Linked DNA regions of Drosophila melanogaster: all the other regions are linked to region 1. Evidence: chromatin contacts called from public Hi-C data. All regions are on one chromosome and are shown on one strand. The core of a region is the stretch at or near the end of the contact, and the rest is flanking DNA. Distances in the headings are between cores, read along the strand shown.

Evidence for each region. A called contact is a pair of places that touch in the nucleus more often than the background predicts.
Region 2: a Hi-C map of the Kc167 cell line shows a contact between it and region 1, with 2.0 times the contacts expected there. A contact is called at or near these places in 1 of 107 Hi-C or Micro-C datasets (the Kc167 cell line) and 1 of 7 datasets of targeted methods (the Kc167 cell line).
Region 3: a Hi-C map of the Kc167 cell line shows a contact between it and region 1, with 2.1 times the contacts expected there. A contact is called at or near these places in 2 of 107 Hi-C or Micro-C datasets (the Kc167 cell line and embryo) and 1 of 7 datasets of targeted methods (the Kc167 cell line).

Annotation. Positions count from the first base shown.
Region 1 is chr3L:9,094,220-9,099,094 of dm6, forward strand. It overlaps CG13315, which reads left to right and starts at 2,658. Exons shown (of 1, transcript NM_144186.2): 1 at 2,658-3,275. The coding sequence starts at 2,792. The coding sequence ends at 3,001. bol (boule) reads right to left here. Exons shown (of 8, transcript NM_001274685.2): 8 at 3,410-4,875. CG32032 reads left to right here. Exons shown (of 4, transcript NM_168317.3): 4 at 350-637. The coding sequence ends at 505.
Region 2 is chr3L:9,420,653-9,425,527 of dm6, forward strand. It overlaps aay (astray), which reads left to right and starts at 2,601. Exons shown (of 1, transcript NM_079277.3): 1 at 2,601-4,129. The coding sequence starts at 2,898. The coding sequence ends at 3,710. The region is part of intron 1 of Atat (alpha-tubulin acetylase); the gene reads right to left.
Region 3 is chr3L:9,396,997-9,401,871 of dm6, forward strand. CG4080 reads right to left here and starts at 2,231. Exons shown (of 6, transcript NM_001259766.2): 1 at 1,511-2,231. The coding sequence starts at 1,590. eIF4E1 (eukaryotic translation initiation factor 4E1) reads right to left here. Exons shown (of 6, transcript NM_168335.2): 2 at 4,044-4,610; 3 at 3,587-3,957; 4 at 3,423-3,522; 5 at 3,101-3,188; 6 at 2,622-3,037. The coding sequence starts at 4,100. The coding sequence ends at 2,874.

The DNA of each region.
Region 1 (4,875 bases), core at 1,408-3,907:
TCTTCTTTCAATTTCTTTTCCAGAAAGTTAAATCTTTGGGTAATTGTAGTTTGATTAAGTGTAAAGAACACTTTTTATTTATCTTTAAATCAGACCTTTTTATTTCTCGTAAAATTTGTTTGTTTCTTAACAAAGCTTAATATTTGTTTACAAGCTGCGTCAAGTAATAATATGCAAATAATTTTTTTAGTAAATACTGATAGTGATGAGCAAATCTATATTTGAGAGGTAAAAAGAGGTTACATTGTTTACAATTTTACGTATATGCTGGTAACAAATAAGAATGAGGATTGTAGGAATCGTATATGTATATATTAAACCTAATTAATCATTTTTTCCAATTTTCCAGGAGCTGCGTAGCATCAGGAATCTGCTTTCCCGCCGTGGACTCTACACGGAGACCATTCGCAAGGTTTGCAATGGATGTGGGCGATTGGGTGGCAGCCTCTTCGCTCTTTTAGCCCTTTTGCTGGTCGTACGTTTGGCCTGGGGGCGTGGCCAGTGAGCTGGAGGGGATCGTCAGAGTGTCGAAGTACAGCCGGCGTATTTAATGAGTCCAGCCATATTACGTTAATTTATGTATAATTTTCCCATAAGCAATACACAAGCGAGATCGCCGAGTGCTCTCCCCGAAAACTAACTCACATTGCCTCCGTTTTAATTGCTCGTCTTGTCAATTAAAGTCAATTACGAATAAGGCAGGGCTGACTTAAGTGGGCATTAGCCGTTGGCTAGTTGTAGGCGTTAAGTGTTTGCTTAATTCAATTAGCAGGGATCTCCACCCGCTCATTGGAATTTCGGTACAACTAATGTCGGAAAAAATTCGGTTGATATTGCTGCAACGTTCGCTTCGTATGGATCTGCAGACCCCAAAAGTAGGCAACAAAAAGTGTGCTGCTGAAATTGATACATATAAATTACTCATACGCCATGGTGACACAGTCACACACATCGAAACCCAATGCCACTTGCCTCTGTCTGATTACGTTGTTAACATTTCGTTTTTTTTTACACTATCAGCACTAACCGAAAAACGAGCAGATGATCCTTATCAGGCCTCGGCAACTGACATCTAGCAAACGGTATAATCTTCATGGGTTTTGTTTTGGAATTAACGAGTTAGGGACCCCCCCCAAAATCGAGACCATAAAATCGGGTGGATAGCTTTTGATACTCACGCGATTCCACGGCGATCTCACAAGTCGAAGTACAATAGTCTGGCGGGTTGCTTTATTTATAAACATTTTTTTTTTTTGCTTTGATATTTTCGGTTTCTTTGTTGATTAGCAGAAACGGGAACAAGCTCGCTCTGTAATCAGGCTGAAAAGAAGAAGTCTAAAGGAAGCACTTAAAGTCTGGACTCGCTCGTAAAGAGAAAACAAGCTCCAGGGTTTGCGTGGAAAAGTTTCGGCAGCAAAATATTCCCCCCTGATCGCGATGATTAATTTTTTTTTTCCAGCCAGCGAATGCATTGGTTCCTGAAGCACTAGCAGACAGCGTGCTAGGGCTAGATAAGGGCTAGATTGCATGGCCCCCGCTGGTTCTGAATCGCACTTGAACTTGAAGTGTGCGTTCATAGTGGTTTATTGTGGTTTTTTTGTTATTGTTGACTTAACGATTCCTCACCCGCACACTTTCTGCCGGATTTTACAACGCCTGATTGCAGTAATAGACCGTGTGCCAGCTTGACGTTTTGTTTTGAAAATAATAATTCACAAGCAGTCGCCGACTCACAAAACTGATAAGAGGAGCTCCCGCCGCACACGTAGAGTACTCATGATAGTATGTATGTATTAGAGAAGAACGAAGCTGGTGGCACATATCTTAAAGCTCGGTCCAACTAGGCAATCAGCTGGTTAGCTAGTGTCATAAATAGGCATAAATGTAACCTCAATATTGGAATACAAAGGCCAGAAACATCGCTTACAGAAGAACTTCTATCAGGCGAAACCCATGACCTACAGCACACATTTTATTATTTTAAGATTATTTTAGACAACAAAGCATCAGGTGCAGAATTATCAACATAGTCTAGCAAAATATAGATATCTCTGGCTGCGGTTCGGTGCATCCTCAATAAATGCATACATAACAGTCATATTACAAAAAAAAAAAATTACAAAACTATAGTTGTATAAATATGTGAGTTACTTCAGTTAATCTAATGCCTCCCGGAATCAATGCAAATTGACTTAAGTTTTTTAATTAGGTCAGCTTTAGTGGCGCATGCTTGACTGTACATACATTTTATTAGGATTTACGTCATGGCCTGAGGGGTATTTGATTAATTGTGCAATAATGATACAGCTGTAGAGATCAGCCTTTGGACTTCGAGCTGCACTTGGGAAGTACGATGAAGGCTATTTCTCCATTTTGCTTACGGATACACGTCTAAACAACAGCCAATTAGAAATAAACAATGCAATCTGAAACGTTGAATAACAAACTTTGGCCAAAAGTGCGTCGCATTTCGCCTTGCATTCGGGTTGCATGGCCAGCAAATAAAGGCCTGGTCGTAAGCCAATCAATTGGAAACCCTTTTGAGCAACACACACCTGATAAGCCCCAACTACTTGCAAGATAATGACCATACATATGCCAGTATAAAAGTGCTGATAAGGCATCGCTATAAATAGTGGATCCGGAGCCAAGTGAGGCCACAGAAACGAAACGAGCGCGCCAATGATCGTACGAATTCATTAGGAACAACCCAGATATAGAGACGACTCTATAGCGAAAGCAACCCAACTGTGATACTAAACGAACACACACACACAACAATATCCCCAAGATGTCTGCCACTAAGGTGAACCATTTGATCGGAGCGACTACGCGCTACATTGCCGGACGGAATGCGGTGCAGACGGTCTACTGGCGCACCTCAGCCGGACCCAATCCCCGGATGCTGAAGACCAACAAGCTGCAGAACTTCGATCGCACCCAGAAGGCGCCTCAGAGTGTACGGATGCAGAACTATGATCGCAGCTATATCCGTGATTAGGGATTAGTTTTAGTTCCGGCCTTGACATGTTCCTAATGTCGCACTAGACATACATATGTAAATTTTTTTTGTGCACTTTGTATTTATTATGCATAGAGTATTTTCCAAAACGATAGTTCTTATCGTGCAAATTAGAGTTAATCGAATCTAAACGAAGCTGGCGCTACGACTTTTCATGTACCTTGGCATTATATATATATACATATATGTATATATGAAAAAAAGAAATAAATGGCAAAGATTTAATAAATGCATTCTAGCGCGTAGATAAGAGAATATTATTCGTTTTTTTTTTTCTGGACCGAAGTCTGACGGGGGTCTGCTAAATGCGTCATCAGTTCCAGAAGCAATGACCTAAATCTAAATGTCACAATCATCGTATGATTCCAAATGAAAGCCCAATTGATTCATTCGGTTTATTCCATTTTTAAGATTTTATTAATTAGTTTTATATTTATTACATACATTGAGTTCTCGTATATATATAATTTTGGGGTTTTATATTTATGCTTTACTTCCTTTGGTTTGGTATGTAATTTTACTTCATATAATTTGTTCGTTTAGCTTTATAATTTCGTTTTTAGATATCGTTTCTTACTTATGTTTTATAGTATATTCTCGCGATTTGTTTACATTTTGTTTTAGTTTAATTTAATTTGCATTGTGGGTGAAATATGTTTATGTTAAGTTTTTTGTTTGGTTTTCGTTTTTTTTTTTTTTGTGTTTTATTTTTGAGTTTTATCATGTTTATCGGGTTGATCATTTTACTTAAAATTACAGCCTTTATAAATAATTATTTTTATATGCTATTCATAGATTCTTTTTAATTTTCCGTTTCCTCAAATTTTGTGTTTTCATATATGTTTTTGCTTTATACTTTTTATTTCGCTTGTCATTGTACTACGTATTCATTTTTCATTCGCTTTCGTTTTAATTTTACTAAATATATATAGAGACTTTTCCGCATCGTATTTTGATGGATCTGAATAATTTGCACACAGTATGTATATAATATATATGTATATATATATAATATAATTGTTATCTAAATATATACTCATATAGACCTCATATATATTAATTTATATTTGACAATTTCAGTTGGGCTTAGTGTCTGGCTTTGCTTTTGTAGTGTAGTGTAGTTCTGGTTTGCTTCTTTTTTCATACTTCGTTTTTATTTATTTATTTTTTTTTTGTTTTGCACACGGAAGATTTACACACATGAATAAAAACCGAAAAATACACACAAAACTTTGTGCATTTCCTTAGCTAGCTTTGGTTTTGATACTTTTTTTGAAATATGTTATGTTATTTTATGACCTCGTTTATTTGTTGCCTAACTCAATTCATGTGAAAACAGTGTTTCCGTTTGGTTTATCTCAAAAGAGAAAAATATATATTAATTATTATCTTTGTATTTTACTATTATTAAATCCATTTCATCTTTCGTTTGGTATTTGATTAAAAAATATTGCAGCTCAAAATGGTAATACTTTGGGTTTTCAAGTTATATGTACTTTGCTTATTTTCGTACATACATATGTGTCCCCCCCACTAAAGCATAGAACACAGTAGAGATCAGTTGGATATTTCTCTAGAATCGGGCCCTTTGCTATCGGCTATTGCTAATCCTAATCCCATCATTCTCCATCTATGCCCAATCAAATCTCAAATCTCTTTTCCATGCTGATATCATTTCCTTAGTGGGCTGCAATTGCCTTGATCTGATCTGTAGTTTTTCTCTGTATTTCGGGCGTATCTTATATTTGTGTCATCTGATTTACGTATTTCCTTGACTCTACTTTTATGCTGCTCAGTATAGTAGTATATGTATATTAGACTCTTATGTATGGTAAATTGTTTGCTAGAAATGT
Region 2 (4,875 bases), core at 1,351-3,850, 330 kb after region 1:
GCAGCCATAAACAAGTCGAGTGTTAGAGAGGAAAGGGGGATCGTCATATTCAATTTAACAGTTAATCAGTAGACAGCGCACAAACAACAATGCGGCATGGAAACAGCAGTGGAAAAACAAATCAATCGAGAGGTGCAGACAATTGGCAACCCAAATATAAATAGTCATTTCCCGATTAAACTGCCTGGTGATGAAAATTAATACAGCAATTTCGCCAAGCCTTCAGTCTGGAATAATAGCCATTATGCCGAGCCTATCAGCTGTCGGCTACAAAATAACAATCGCACAAAGTGTCGCGTCATTATGCAAGCCCCCGGCATTTTGGTCTGGAAGTGGGCGTAAATAGTTTGGGGTGTGGCCAGAGAGCTCCATTACAGAACAGCTGTCAACTGCCTCGCCAAATTCCGCAGTGCTGTGTATGGAAGTACAGTAAACTGTTCAAAAGTCGAACTTTTTTTATACATAGTATGTTTCCATGCTCGATATCCTAGTATTATTATCTTTTATATACAAAACATTCATATCTATGAGAAGCCCATTCAAAACCATGTGTTAGAAAGTAGGCAACAAAAAAGTTACATTATTCTGAAATGCCAACAAACTAATAGTTCAAACTTTTAATAAACTTTAAATGGTCTTTAGTGGTTTGAGATTAAGAGTTTCGACTGCTCAACGAATTTTTTGTGAATTAGAACCATTACCGCGTCGGCCATTCAATGGGCATAATAAATTAGTCAGCTCGGGTACTTTGCCATGCGGTCCGGATCAGGTGACGAGCCTACCTCTATTTAGTTTGTATGTCCAGGGAAAGTGTGTACATACATATACAAAATGGAAACGGACTTGGTTGGAAATTTATGCAGCAACAAGGTCAATCGATAAATGCAGAGCCGAAAGGTACACCCAAAACCCAAGACGAGTTGCCAAGGTAAAACAAAAAATAACGGTAAACGACAGGTGCCGCAGCCGCTGACAGGCTCAGGTAAAGGTACAGGTGTGGTCGGGGCCGTTATTCCCTTGGATTTTCCTTCCTTCTTTGGTTATTTGGTCGCTCGAGGCAACGGCAATTAAAAGCAGTCAACTGTTTACGGCTTTGTTTAGTGGAAGTCGTTGGCCGAAGTAAGCTTTAAATATGCATGAGAACATGTTCAAACATGCACATGCACGCATTGCACGCAATGAATTGTTTATCGTTATCGATAACGTGGCATTGAAATACTTTTTGCGGTCTAGCCGCAGTTTACTTTTTGTTGTTTTTGAGCTGTTTACCACGAACGGAACGATCGCAAACGATCAAAACAACTTGTTATTCTACAATTGCGAAAAAAGTGCCATAGCAACGATAACAAAAACAAGAAACCGCAGAGAGAATTGCATTTACAGCCGTCATTGTTGTTTTTGCCACTTGCAATTGCACGCCCCTCGCTTTTGTTGTTGATTTGTATCTAATTACCGGAGACTCAAAAGTCAAATCATGAATGTTCGGAGAGAAAATTGAGAAAAAAGATACTTCACCTTACATGAAAGCGTATGACACTGCAACAGTAGCTATAAATTGCATCAGAATGTCGGACTGGAACAGTTTAAATATAAGTCTAGCCGATTTAAAAATACCTAAGGCTTACACCAGCGTTAATCAGCTGAGATTTCGGTTATTTTCCACATCAATGATTAAGCATTAATGCAAAAAAGAAAGTATTGAAAACAGGGGGATCAACCAGACGCAAAAAGTACACTTCGTTTTCAAAGTGATAAGCAGCATGCGCCCGTGTTTGGATTTTACCAGACAACATTTCTAGAACCGGGGTCATAAATGCCACACTTGTTATTTGTTTGTCGATAATTTTTGAGGTAGTCTTTCGATGTCTGGACCCAGAACCAGGTCTCCTGGCAATCTTCAAGTATGAAATGGTGCCAGAAAAGATAAGGAGCGATGGTCTCCTGCTGGAAAATCTGGTTCTAGGCGGTTCTTCTAAGCAGTCGAGTGTCGCGAGTTTAATGACAGCTCAACCATAATTGTTTCTATTGTTTATATATTTTGTGATAAGCAGACATTGTCGCATTCATGCAGCACATGTTGTGATCAAAGGTTCACGTTCCCCCAAAGCAATTCTCTCTCAATTGAAACTGATTAAATGAAAATTGAGCGTAATTCGCGGATAAAAATATAAGCCATAGAAGTTAGGGTATTCTGGAAGTCTTCTTGAACTGACCGAAAAACGAAAACGGTTTGGAGTTTGTAACAAAAACGCATTTCTCTCCCACTCGCACACTTGTAATGCTTATCGTTCGATCGCTACACTGAAAAGAAAGCAACTGCGTTTACATTTTGTAAGAATAAATTACAATTATTGATATTTCGATTTGATAATGTATTTAAATGTAAAATTTTAATCTAGTTTCTTGTGGCTTAAATTGTTATGCAAATCAGCTAGTTGGACAAAAATAGTTTCGTCTGGACATAAATTTTTCTTTCCGTGTGGTCGGTAATCATTTTTTCGTTCCGTGTGGTCAGTGTGAAAAGAGAGAACGACAAAAAGAGAGAAACCGCTTTTGTGTGCGTTGAGCGGGTTTTCTTAAAAGGGCGATCGACTGTTTTTGAGTCACTTGTGAAAAATCAGTCATCGCGAGCAGTTCGACTAAGGAAAACCCGCTGGCACACACAAACCGTAACCACTTATCAAACAAAAACAGCTGGCCCGCAACGCGAAGCGCGTGTGCAAAAAGAAACGAGAAAACATACACAACAAAAAAGCACAAGATATAAGAGATACACAAAAAGAGAAGCAGTGGAAAATTTTGGGCACCAAACACAGCCGAAGCTTTTACGCCAAACGTTAAACGAAAAGCCAAAACTTAAACCGCTTCCAAAAAACACAACGTGTTCGCCGGTCGAGATGAGCGGTTCCGTATTGAGTTTGGCGCGTCCTGCAGCAGCCACAAATGGCCATAATCTGCTGACCAAACAGCTGAATTGCAATGGCAATGGCACCACCGGTGGCGCGGCGAAAACCACTGTGGCCTCGGCCATAACACCGCCCAAGCAGCCCCAGTTGGCGGCCAAGGTCATCCAGCAGTCGCAGATCGTCTGTTTCGATGTGGACTCCACGGTGATTTGCGAGGAGGGCATCGACGAACTGGCCGAATATTGTGGCAAGGGGAGCGAGGTGGCTCGCGTTACCAAGGAGGCGATGGGCGGTGCCATGACCTTCCAGGATGCCCTCAAAATTCGCTTGAACATCATACGGCCGACACAGCAGCAAGTGAGGGATTTCATCCAGGAGCGACCCAGTACACTGAGCAAAAACGTGAAGCGTTTCGTCAGCCATTTGAAGGCGGAGGGAAAACAGGTTTACTTGATCTCCGGCGGATTCGATTGCCTAATTGCGCCCGTGGCCAATGAATTGGGTATTCCCCTGAAAAACGTCTATGCCAACAAGATGCTGTTCGATTATTTGGGCGAATACGATAGCTTTGATATCAACCAGCCCACTTCGCGTTCCGGCGGAAAGGCAGAGGCTATCGCCCTGATAAGGAAGGAGAATAGCGACGATTCCCTAATCACCATGATCGGCGATGGAGCCACCGATCTGGAGGCCGTACCGCCAGCCAACTACTTTATAGGTTTCGGTGGCAATGTCGTGCGGCCGGAGGTCTATCGCCGTGCACAGTATTACGTAACGGATTTTGAGCAGCTGATGGGGCAGTGAGATACGTATACGTAAGGCGGTGGGGGAGTGGCGAATTTAGTATTTGAAATCAACGTGTTATAGCTCGTAGTGATGCACATGTTTATGCCCAAGTATGTGTGTAATAATATGTACGTTAGTTCGTAATTAAACAATAATAAAAAGCGATAGTAATAAATGGAAAACGAACAAGTGAAATCAACTTTGTTACTGTTAACTTAACAGAATATGTTAAGCGCGCACTGTTAGTGAATCAGCAGAAGTTGTAAAAATACAGGGTGCGCCCTTATGCTAATGAACAGTTCACGCTTTAGCATCCAACTGTAAGCAATTTATTTAATTTAAAGAAATTTCATGCACATAAAATATGTATAAAAATAAATTTCTGTATTTATATGTTTATGGCGAACAAAAACGAAAAATACAACAAAAGTTTAAATAAAACATTCATTTTTCTATGGAATAGTATGTTAAATACTTTATTTAAATTTTTGATTGTAGGTACCAATTAGGTAAAACCAATTAAAGCCTAAATGTTTTAAATGCAGCCTTGCAGAGCTATTAGCAGTTGCAATAATAGCCCATTAGGTTACAACAACAAAACAAATGCTCTTTTCATGACGAATTTACTTTCGACTTCTGACGTCTTTCGAAACCAGTAAGTCTATAAGCCTATTATATCTACATACCAGAACAAAATGATAACAATAGACCGAAAGGTGAAGGGTCGTGGGAAAATAAATAATTAGTGGGCAGCCGATTCCAGATTTCAACTTTCAAAATTTTGGATAAATGGGTGTGTTTTAACCCATTTAGATATTCTTTATGTATTGAAGCCAAATTAAAAACTAATTCGACTATGAGAGAATTTAGATTGGGCATATGGACATTTGTAGGAAAACTAATACTTTTGTTAAGCATCAAATTTGTTGCTTTACTTGCGATTGAAGACCAGCTGTTTAATTGCCCAAGCTTGAATTCCTTTCGATTTTAACACGAAGGTGCCAGCAATTGGCGGCTCAAAAGGCCGTTAAAAACCAGAAAACAACGCCTCTGCGGCAATTATCAATTGCTGTAATCGACTCCAGCGGAGTTGAAACAGTTGGCAAGCAGAAGCAAAAACAAAGGCAAGGCCGAAGCGTGGGTGCCAGCATTGGGCGGTAAACCATGAATGGAACGGGCGGTT
Region 3 (4,875 bases), core at 981-3,480, 300 kb after region 1:
TTTTTTTTTTTTAGCGCTCTCTGCGTGTAAAACTTATTTTAAAGTCCAAAACCCAACTGGTTTAAGTTCGAGGCAATTAATGCAAAAGTTATACCCCCCCAACTGGCGCCACCAAAAATATACATTTGCATACATATGCAATGTATGAATGTTTGTGTGTGTATACACATTGCTATTGTTTTGGGAAAACCCATGCGAAATGCAAGCTTGAGAAAATTCGCTTCTTATCAATGGTTTGTTTTTCGCTACGCTCCATTTTACATTTTCACGATAGTCGACAAATATTTGATCGTGATGGCCCAAGCCGATACAATAGCCAATGTTTATTCAACAACGACACCTGAAATAACAGCAAAGTGAGACACATTTACTCACTCCGGCGACAGATTAGATTTGCGATGGCCAGGTGATAAGGCTCATCACACTGACATCGGGGGTGTTGAACGGTCTGTATTTCACAAAATACGAGCATACATATATAAATTATAGCTACGCAAGAGCCGCATTTCTCAACATTCAAATACAATTGAGTAAATATGTTTATTTAAGAGCGTTCCATTGAAAATTTGATGAATAACTAAAGATAAAGATACAACATCTATGAGGCAAATAAAAGTTGGTAGCCACAAATACTAATACCAAACAATACGAATTAAGTGAATCGAAAAGCCAGTACCATTAAACTGCTTTAGTTATGGAGAACGTCTTCAATGACTGATATATAATTATATTTATGATTTATCTTCATTTTAGACCTCATTGGCTTCATTAAAAGTCGTAAGAGTATTGGGTATGGTCAATGCCCCGCTGTCACGTCAGATTGCAATATAAATAAATCGCGCGTAATTTATAAACCTATAATTGTATAAACAGATAACAGCTGGCGCCTCGCGTCAAGATCTTGTCACCTTCCCAGCATCGTAGTGTCCATATTTGCATTTCAATCGAAGTTGCCGATCGGCATGGAACTAGTATGGTAAGTAAGTAAGTACAAGTCAATGTTGTTAACTATTGCCTAATGATTGTCATTAGCAGGCGTTAGATGGGGATTACGACGATTGAGATCTCAACAGTTGATGTTGGTGCAGAGCAACAAATTAAGGGAATGAATCAATCGCTGCTTGAAATTGGGTTATTTTCGTTTTCATTTCGATTAAGGTATATCTTATCTGCGTGTCGGTATGGACAGCTGGATTTGTTTATTGTGGCGCAAAGAACACACATTGATTTTTAGCACTTGCAGCCTGCGTTGAGAACTTAATTATTGTGATTTCCCAAACGACGAACAATCAAACATTTAAATCATGTCCGTTTCCTGGCTATAAATAAACAATGGACAATGCCAAGAAGAATGTCAACCATCCCACGATTTTTCAATTGCGTGCTTGCACTTGATTTTATTTTATTTCTCGTTTTTCTTTATTTTACTTTTTTTTTTGTTCTTTGGTGTACTTGAATAACTTATAGGATTCCTTTTTTTTTGGCCATATCAAGGGCATTCAAAACTCACCTGACATTCGCATAGTGCTGGCCGGAATTCCAATCCACATGCTCGATATCCGAAGAGGTTTTGGCGTTGTCGCAAGGCATTTTGTTCGTAACTCGCTCTCTCTCTCTCTCTCTATAGCACTATAAACTCGATTGCAGGGTATCGCATAGTCGGGGCGATGCTGCACCGCAACGCGTGGGGGGTTTTCAACCCCAAAAAGGGAGGGGGGTGGCGGACGCGGGGGAGGAGAGCTCCTTTGTCTTTTATGCTGGCTAGTCTTGCGCCTTTGTTATGATTCTCCTCCGCTGGCCATATATTTGTTTATTCCCAACGATAAACAGAGGCTGTCGCCTTCTTTATTTTTAGCGACCCTGTTGGCAGGGGCTACTTCGATTTTTTGCACAATGTAAACCGAATCTATTGCACTGTTATTCTCCTTTCATTTCGTTTCATTTTTCCCTTTCAACGCCAACGAACTTCTGGCCGTGTGTGTGTTTGTTTGTGTTGGTTAGCTGGTCTATTATTATATCTTTATTCCGCGACAAACTTTAGTGCGTTTGCTTGTTAATTTGTTGTTACTGGCCCGGTACGAGCTGTTCGTTCCACTACTCTACGCTAAATGGCTATGCTTGTTAGAATTGCACATATATTTTATGTATTTTATTTAGCTAAACACGGAGACATATCCTTACACGATATCTACGAGCGACGCGACCAGTGTGACTGCGCCTACACAATTGAAACATGTCACATGCAGTGTGACCGTTCTTGGCTGAATGGAAAAGCTCTCACTCATATAAAATTCAATAATAGGTTAATAAAAAAAAAATACTGACTTATTTTTTAAATACAAACGTATTTACTCTAACAATATAAGTAAAAAGCTAAAATTATTTTAATGTCTATTTAGGAAACCTATCGATATATCGATACACATTTTTTTTTGGCCACCCTAGAAATTGCTAACGTATTTTTAGCAACAAATTGAATTCCAAATTTGGAAGTTTTGCTTTAGGTGCCCATATTAGGATACAAGCTCGTTTTAGTAATACAACAAGTAATTATCCCAAAAACAATATAGGTTAACTTTTTTCTATTTTAAAATATCTCCAAAATCAAAGATCAAAAGTATCCGGTTTTAATGTAGGTTTTTATTAATATACTTTTCCGTCTAATCCATTATTGACAGTGACTACAAAAAGCGGATAGATTTTATATTATGCCGATTTTTGATAACAAAGGGGGTTCCGTTTCGGTTTCGTTACGCGGGTCTTAGACAATAGTCACGATTAATCGCTACTGTTGCTTATAACGATAAATAAATGAAAGACAAAATAATCAGTGTGGGATCGGACCGAATAAGGAGCGGCCAGTTATTAGCCGCCTACAAAGTGTAGATCGATTTCACGTTGGAGCCCTGCTTGACCATCGTGTCCTTGTGCAACTGATACTGCAGCGAGTTGTTGCGTCCCAGACGCAGGGCATCGCGCAGCTTGTGACCAATCTCAAGGGCAGCTTCCTCGTTGTTTCCGTCGGCAGTCCAGATGGCTGGAAAGCATTAATCGTTAAACAAAGGAATTCCGCTGAAGTTGGGTGTGCGTGAAAACTTACATATCTTGTTGCTCTTGCCGCGAATGTTTATAACAGCGCCGCAGATCTGATCAGAGTGATCGAAGGCCTCACCAATCAGGCAGAGCAGCTGGAAGGCAAAACAGTTGTAGTTACTCATATGCGAAAAATATTTATGATATAAGCTCACTATTGAATGTTCCTAAGACAAAAGCTAGCACTAGCGTATTTTTAGCTGATATTTTCTATAAGTTATAATTTATATTGCAAAATCATACACCTATTTCTATATTTTTGCATTTCAAGAATGTACATTCACTATAAATAGACCATCCGCTCACCACTCGTTTCTTTGTGCACTTACCACATCGAGCCATAGGTTATCCAGATCGGTCTTGGAGCTTTTGTTAAGGGTAATGACCCAACGACCGCCCTGTTTGTTGGCTGCATCCTCCCACATGGGACTGCAAATGAGATATCAGTTAGTAAAGGTTATCTTGGCAGAATTGCAATAAACAGCAAACCCACCGAATGTTCTTCTTGAATAGCGAGTAGTCACTACCCAGCTTGATCTCTGATGGGGGCTTGATGTGGTTGTATAGGCTCCAGAAGTCCTCGACGGTATCGAAGCTGGTGATCTCGTTTTGCATGTCCTCCCAGGACTTGGACCGATCGTTTTCAAGGTACCACAGCGTCCAGACATTCATGAGCGGGTGTTTGTATAAATGCTCGGTGCGCACAGCATCGTCGCCGGCAGGAGCAGTAGTGGTTGCAGTGTTGCCTGCTGGTTCACCAGTCTCCTGTGGGTCCTCCTTGGGCTTGACATCCTTAGCCTCGGCGGGCGCTGCAGCCGAAGTTGGTGGTTCCGGACGACCCTGCTCGGTGCTGGGGGCGCTGGTCTGCGGGAGAAGATGGCAATGGATGGGAAGGGGAATCAGAAGATTAGATTAGCTTGGCTTAGCGACAGGCGCACTGAGAGTATTACTTTGAACATGGACTTGGGATTGGCAAAGTTCTTCATTCTGTGAAAGTCGCTCTGCATGTTGGCGGCCGTGTTTATTGGATGCGTTTGATGGTAGGATCAGTTCTTTTTCGGCTCCGGAGTGGGTTCGGATCGGTTTCGATTCGCCGTGATTCACTTGCCGCTCTCTCTCTGTCGCGGTGTTTGTGATAGTTGATAGTTGGTTGGTGCGTGTGTGTGCGAGAGAGCGAAGCTTTTGATTTCTGTTTGAGTGTGTGTGGATTTTGGATTGTTTCGTGATATCTCGCTCCCCTGCAGTTCGCTCTTCACTTGTGTATTATTAACCAAAAAACTAAGTAATGATAATACAAAAAACTCGTTAAACTTGTTGTTGCTGTATGGTTGAGTGGGTGTTGTAACTAATTATTGAGTATATGGTGTTGGAGTATCCTGTTTCACTTAAAATCGGACTAGGCTACTACTAAAATAGGCGAACTAATGCTGTTCCTAACGAACTCGGAATCGAAAGGGGCGATGGAATTACAGCACACACACACACGCGCACGTATCTGACATAAAAACACAGATTGCCTGTTGAAAGAATTGGAATTGTTGTTTTATATTTGAGTTAAAAGAGTTACTTGATTTTATTTTATGTTGCGGCTAAAATTCGTGTTCGAGTTCAAAGCAGCGGCGCGATTAACTGAAAAAAATTAACGTCAAAGAAAGGAGGTGGAAAGTGAAGAGGGAAAGCCAACGGTTTATTTACTGCAATGGCCGACAAAAATATGATTTAACTGTTCGCGACTGGTTAATTGCAGTAATTCACTCTTTTTCCATTCTTTCCATATTTGTC